Linked DNA regions of Columba livia: region 1 is linked to region 2. Evidence: chromatin contacts called from public Hi-C data. All regions are on one chromosome and are shown on one strand. Each heading gives the region's core, a stretch centred on a gene start, on an enhancer-like site or on the middle of the called end of the contact. The rest is flanking DNA. Distances are from core to core; before and after follow the strand shown. Region 1 holds the start of NUBPL (NUBP iron-sulfur cluster assembly factor, mitochondrial). Region 2 has its middle 26 kb from the start of AKAP6.

The links. A called contact is a pair of places that touch in the nucleus more often than the background predicts.
Region 1: a Hi-C map of crop shows a contact between it and region 2, with 2.9 times the contacts expected there. The contact joins the promoter of NUBPL here to the enhancer-like site in region 2. A contact is called at or near these places in 2 of 2 Hi-C or Micro-C datasets (crop and liver).

The regions. Positions count from the first base shown.
Region 1 is chr5:29,625,922-29,629,430 of bColLiv1.pat.W.v2, forward strand. NUBPL (NUBP iron-sulfur cluster assembly factor, mitochondrial) reads right to left here and starts at 1,814. Exons shown (of 11, transcript XM_065064109.1): 1 at 1-1,814.
Region 2 is chr5:29,368,347-29,372,105 of bColLiv1.pat.W.v2, forward strand. No RefSeq gene overlaps it. Among named protein-coding and RNA genes, the nearest start is that of AKAP6, 26 kb to the left of the region's middle. Within about 2 kb of position 1,310, at least 2 of the 3 cell types and tissues checked have an H3K27ac peak away from gene starts, as active enhancers do.

The sequences.
Region 1 (3,509 bases), core at 564-3,063, 260 kb after region 2:
AAAGACTTTAAATTGCTATTCAGCCTGAATGCGTACATGATAAAAATACAATTGATTTTTGTCTGAAATTAGATTGTCTTGCGTTTAACTGTATTCTTTCTCCACCCAAAATCAATTAAGGGTATCCAGGTACAGCAAGGAGAGATTTGTTGCCAAATGACTCCAAATTTTTAAAATTAATTAACATTTGAAAAATGACTTGGTAGATAATTAGGTTGATTTGAGTGCAATAGGAAGTAAACAGCTTCAAAAAAAGTAAATTATCAAGACTGTAAGCTTTCAAGGCTCATGGGGCCCTGCGTTTCCATTCCTATTTACGATATTAGCAATATAGTAAATTAAGGACACACTGCTTGATCATATGAGCCATTCATTTTGGTCACAATTTAAACTAGAAATTGTATGGAAGAAATGCTTTTCAGAACTAAGGGGTTGTTTTAGCTTTATGGCTGGGCCCATCATCTTTGGCAGCAGAGGTGCACCATAGCGCACCAGGGTGAGTGTGCGTGGCATGGGGTCACCAATGGTGTTTCTGTCCCTGGCTGGGCTGCCCTGGCACGTTTAACATAAAGAAGGTTAAAAAGTTGCTTTTTGTCTTTTTTTTTTTGTCCACATAGTGATAATTACTTGGTTCATGAAGCAAAGAAGTCAAAGGTAGTTAATTTTAGGCCACTTACCAAAGCTCATGCAATAGACAATGAGGCTGATGTTGTTTGATTAATAAATACAGAGGAATACATTAAATTACGAGATAATCTGCCATGTATTGTTATATACTAAAATAAGATATAATGCCCTAAAAAAGAGTTATGGAAGCTGTGGCACCTCTGGAAAAGCCAGGAGAATTTTCGTTATGATTTCCATTTAAAAGTTACAGACTCTGCTTCTATCCAAGCCTCAGACTGCTGGAGAGCAGGGAGGACACCTGGGGTCATCATGTTCCTTTTATTCCATGCTATCTTAAACCGGCCCAGTCATTGCCAAGCTTTTTAAACGCTAAGCCTAGCTTGAAAAACAGTGTTAATCCTGTGTGAGTTCCCGTGCTCTTCCTTCCCAGCAGCTGCTGGTGCAGGGAGCTGCACTGCTGGGCCCTGGTTCCCAGCCTGGGGCAGGCTGGGCTTGTGTCTCAGCTAAGCCGGGCACCCTGGTGGCTGCCACCTCTGAGACCAAGCCAGAGCTGCTCTCCCGGCTCTTGCTAGACTGTCATTCTCCTGTGGGGCTGACAAAATAGATCAGGCTGCAATATAAACCAAGCCAAAACGCCTACCAGTGTGACTTCTTTGCCTTATCTTTGCTATGCTCCTCATGTAGGTTAAAGCAGCTTCCAGGGTGCTTTACTTAATGCCGAGAGATGCGATCTGGCCCCGCGCAGACCAGCGTGGGCTTGGCAGAGCTCGTGCATGTGGGCTCAGAGTCGTACCTGGGGGTAACAGGCTCCAGCTGTGTCAGTAAGGCACACCTCAAAAACACGTAAGTAGGGAATTTCAAAAGCATTAGAGGAGAAAACAACTGCAGGCGTGTAAGAGGAAAGGGTCGCGGTATTGCCTCTCTGTCATTCATTAGAATTTCTCTTCTTACGTCTTTTTTCTGCTAGGCTTAGTTACCAAGGCTGACATCACTGATATCAAGGCAGTTATGCCCACTTATTGCAAAGTAAATTTGGCCCAAGAGATTTTAAGAGATTCTGATTTCAAATATCCATACAAAACAAGTGAGGTTTACCTGTGTTTTCATATGGAATATCGCCTTAAGAAGCAAAATTTTTTCATTACATATGGCAATAATTGAAACGATAACATGTTAACAAGCACAATGAAAACACTTAAGAAACAGTATTAATGTATTCATTTTTATAATGTGTATTAATATTTACAATAAAAATAAGACCACAGAAGTAGCTTCATCCTACATGAATACTTTGCCAAACCTTAAACTGAGAAAGAAATTAAGTTGTCTCCTTTAGTTCTGTTTTGCTAAATGAGAAAGATCTGGCAGAATTGAGCCCAGTTTAGTTTGTATATTGCTTTTGCATGGACATTTTAATCAGTGCAGTCCTTCACAGTCAAGAAAATATTAAAATCTTATTTAAATTATCACTAGTTTCTTCTCAAGTCAGTCATCAAGTTCTTCAGGTTAATATTGCTTACTATAATAGCAGTCACATCACAGTGAAGATGCAGCTGATATTACAGCAATTTTTCCAGCCCCAAGCAAGTGGTACAGAAAATGAAGAGATATATTTTGTTGAATATGCCCTTTGGTAATAAAGCCATATAATTTTTTCTTAGGTACCTCATATATAGATATTCCTTGCATGAATGGAAATTATTCCAATTAACACTATTTCCATACTTGAAAAGGGAAAAACAAAGATTTTCTTTTTTAAAAAAAGTATTCCTAATATTTGTCATATATTTTACAAACATTGAAGGAAGACTGTCATTTTCTTTCTTTCTTTTTTCCTCTTTTTTTTTTTTCCCCCAGTAATGAAGATAAATTGCAATGATAAAAGTCCCACAGGCAGGAAAAGCCTATTGTATTAGATATTGTACAAATACAGAATAAAAAAGATCGCCACTGTCCTAAAAGCTTCCATAAACCACTTGACACCACTGGCCTGAGTCATAATGGCATTCAGTCATAGTTTCAGCTTCTGAAATAATTTTAATTATACTCTTCATTTTTCTCAGTAATGAGCTTATGCTTTACAGGAAGCATTTTTGTTAACATCAGAACCTTGAACCTAAATGAGTTCTATATAGCAAATTAATCTTATTTAACCAATGGGGCTGATTGAGACATTACATCAACTTCTCGTGGTTTTAGTGTTTGGTAATTACTTTTAAAATCTGGTTCATGTACCAAAACAGTTCAGTTCTGCTCCATGGCCATTCAATATTTATCTCATAATTCCCAGAACACCAGCAGCACAAGGTATTTCAGAAGGGCACCAATGCCCTTGGGGTGTATATGGACCACTTACCCAATTAGGCCAGCAGCAACCTGCTCCAGAGCGTTTCAGTATGCAAGGACAAATCTCAGCTGAAAATAAATGTGACCCAAGAACACTTCTTGTGTCTGCACACCCTGTTTGAAGCACAATCATGTAAAACTGGGAGGCAATCCAGCACTGTGGAGCCAGAGCAGCTGATTACTGGAACACAATTCTCTGGTTAATCCTCAGCTGTGAAGGAAAGTAACTCTTCTGCAGAGTTTTACATTGAGCCAGAGGTAGGTCCAGGAATATACTCTGGAGTTCCCAGAGTTCTAATGTCCTATGCTGAAGCGTTACTATTACTGATTTACACACACACACACACACACATCCCCCCTACCCCCCTAAAAAAGGGACAGTACCTCGTATTTTTGATTAGGCTAACATCCTCTAATATCAAACAGCAGGCTCCTTTAGGCAAAACAGAGCCAACTGATGCTCCTAGCACAGAGAGCAAAAATAGGCATGTTTACAACTTGCCTATTTTCTCCTGTAGAGGAAGTCTAGACCAAGG
Region 2 (3,759 bases), core at 60-2,559:
CATTTAGTCACTCTGTGCATCTGTTCGGATTTTAGTTTCTCCAGTGAGAATGGCAACAAGGAGGCCAACGTGGACTGTGATTTTTCTGTTATCTGTATACACGTAGTAGAAACTGTATTGAGACCACAAACTCATTTCACATTCTGTAGGTCACTGAACAGCTGCTGGTAATGATTTTTGCTCACTAATGACCTAGGTTATATTTGAATCAGTGCCCTAGAGGTGAAAAACTCTGTATTCCATTACTGATCCCCTGAGTCATAAAATCTCTTGATAGTTTTTTTTTCTAGGTGGCTTTTGCAGTATTGTTATTTATTATCTTATAAAAATTGCATGTTCATCAAGCTTCAGAAAAATGCATAACAAAAAGCTGCACCTAGAAGAGATGGAAGCATTTGCATTAAATGACCCCCAAAATGTGGCAATATAATGGAATCAACACTATATAACAGTCAAAGGAGTCAGAAGTCAGAGGTTTGCTACCCATTGAAAGGAAATATTCTGTCAAGAGAATAGAATTGTATAACCAAATATATGAACAAGACATTGTTTCTGGCACAGTCAAAAAGCTATAGCAAATGAAATACAACCTTGGCTTTTAGTCCCATCTTTAGGTAATGCTCAAAAATATATCACTCACATATTATACTTAACATGGCCATTTTTTCTGGGGTATTATCCTTCTTCCAGTAAGATATTATACATATCATTTGCCACATTTTGATCTCCCATGTATTACATACGCAATTATCCTGCTCCCAGTGCAGGATTAATTAAGAAAAAGACCCGGGCTCTTAGGAGAAAAAAAACAAAACAAAACAAAAACCACTGTACTTTGAATATTTAAAAACCAGTTCTGTGTAAGAAATGTAGCAAGGGGTTAAAAAGACAGAGCTAAGTGCTTTGGTGTCTCAATGTACCAGTGCTTTTCAAATATTAGACTCTTCCTACCTGCTGTGCTTAGCTTCAAAATTCAGCACTGCCACAGGAAAAGAAAAAAAAATCTGTTTGCTTTTTCATCCATGTGCCACATGGCTTTCACTTTCATCAAAACACAGCAAAAGTGTCACAGGGGAATCATTCCCTCGGCTGCCTCAGCACTTCTGATCTTTGACCTCCACTGGAAATGGATTCCAGGCACACTTCTGCCTGACAAGTGAACCGTGTAAAATCTTGATGAGGTGTGTGTTTTGTTTTGTTTGATTAGCAAGCCCTAAAAATCAAGGGAAAGCTTTGTCTAACAACAACAAAAAAGCACCCTGTCTTTATCCGTGCTTTCCCTTTGCAAATTTACTGACCTACAACGGCAAATGCTGTCTTCTGCACAGGTAAAAAGCACATTAGTACATCAAAGTGGTGTTTTAGCAAGACACAAAGGGCAACAGCTACGTGTGCAGACCTTGTGGCAAAAGAGGAAGGCTTAGAGCCGTGACGTCATAAATCTCAGCAACTCCCGCAATGCACTGAACACATACACCCAGCATAATCAGTCTGCTCCCTGGAGGAAAAAGCTTAGGAGCAGGAGGAAAGAAAAGATTATTTTTAGCTAAGGGAACCCTTTGTCTTACAGCATGAAAAATCCTTGAGTTGGCTTCCCACAATAGCAGCCTTGTGCAGTGCTCTACTTTTAACTCATGGAGTGCTGTAAAACGTAACAAAGTGCCACCCTCTGAACTTGCCTGTTTGCTTTTAATTTGACATCCTTTTGGCTTCGCTTAGAATTTTGCACATAACAAAGCTTCAGATTCTAGCCATAGAATTCAAAGCTCTTGTTTCTATCCATTACTCACACATTTTCATAAGTAACACAGACCTAAGCAATAGGAGCAATAAGCATTGTTTAGTAGCCTGACAGGTTTAAAATGTAATACCTAAAATTAAACTGAAGTTCCATTACCATTTCAACATTTTATCTAGTGAGACACAGATCACCCTTTTCCTCTAATGCCAAAGAAATTTGATTCTACATCCATTAATAATCCCAGATGTCAGCCACAGACAACATTTTCATCAATCATGGCATTAAAGCACTGACCAAAAGATATACCTATAAAAGAAGAAAACACACTTCCCACTACCTTAATGTCTTTAATGTGTTTTCAAGATTTTAAGCCCTTTTGCTGAAGGCTACTTTTAGTAAAGTGAAGAGACAACTGCATATACATCTCAGCTGCAAAAAAAAAAAAAAAGAAAAAGAAAAAAAGAAGTTTTGTTTAGCAAAGAAAAAGAAATCTTACAACCTGTTTTAGCTCCAACCTCGATACTGCCAAGTAACACACTACATTTTTTAGTATACCTAGCTGTTGGCTATGGCTGATTTGGATCAACATTGACCTGACCTCTAATACGTGAGGAAGAACTGCAACTGCCTACTCCATGTGCTGGGGTGGCCCAGTGCAGCTCTGGTAAATGGTGTAACGGGTACATCTGCATCACACTAATCAAACCTGAGGTGAGCTACCTGAGCTGCCTGCAAAAGCACTAATTCAAATACCAGAATCAAGACAGACACATCAGTGCAGTATTAGTCTGACAAATAAACAGGGCTATTTAGTCTATATAGCAGCTTGTACTAAGGAATTTCAATGAAAATAGGCTAAAACAAATTACCTAACAGTTTTTCTGATTAAGAGCACATACACAAAGTGTTGCTATGATCTTGCTAATCCTCAGAAACTGTCCACACATTTAATCTTTCAGTCCAGCTCCTATCAGTTTCATTCCCCAACCATGCCCCTAGAACAGACCTCCTGGCCAGGTGTTTGAGAAGTTACACCAAAGACTGAAAAAGGAAGATGTGAAACTACAATACCACAGGTGATCCTTTACATTAGGACACAGCTGGTGAACAGAAAAAAAACATGTGCTGCTAATATCACACCATAGTTTTTCTGTACCTTGCTGACTTCTGCTTAGGCCAACCTTTTAAAAACAGAAGTACAGGATACTGGAGGTGGCAATGAGAGTAACTCTGGTGGGGAAGGAGGAGAGAAATATTGCCACAGACAGTGCCTCTGACAGCAGCAAGTCTGTCACACAGAAATTCAGCCTCTGCCCCCATTTCCATAGGTATTGTTGTTCCAGATAAATAAACCAAACTGTTCAGAACAAAAGGCCTGGTAGTGTTTTGTAAGACTGCTCCAACTTTGTTTGCTACTTGCTTTGAATGCAGAAGAAATCGAAATAATATGTAGCCACTCAAGTCGTTCAAAAAAGTGCTTTCAGAACATGCAAAGCTGCCGTGTTCATACAGAAACTCAATCCTGGTTATTTCAGGAAAGAAGCAGATCCTTATATGGAGTAGGCCCATGGTCTTTGTCACCAAACAACAGTGTATGTAAGGATTCCTAGCCTTATTAATAATGACTAGTTATCATAGTAATCACTAGTTATCATAGTAATTAGGAGTTTGAAATGCTAATAAATAGTTGCCAAATGTGTACTAATTTCCTAGCACATGCTAGGATAATGTATGTTGCTTACTGACATCTGATACCATATATGTGCTAATTTACCAGCTTCTGCAGAAACCATAAGAAACTAAATATATTACACAAAAAATGTCCTAACTCAAATCTTATGGTCTCATCCTTCACAGGAAAAGCATCTGCAATCTGTTAATAACTTGAACTTTATCTGTGTCTTAACGAGATACAGTCTTGATCCTTTTAGTAAGAGAGGCAGCAAACTCAAACGTTTCTAAAAATACAGATATTACACTTCATTGTGACCACACACTTTCTTGACGTTCACTTCAAA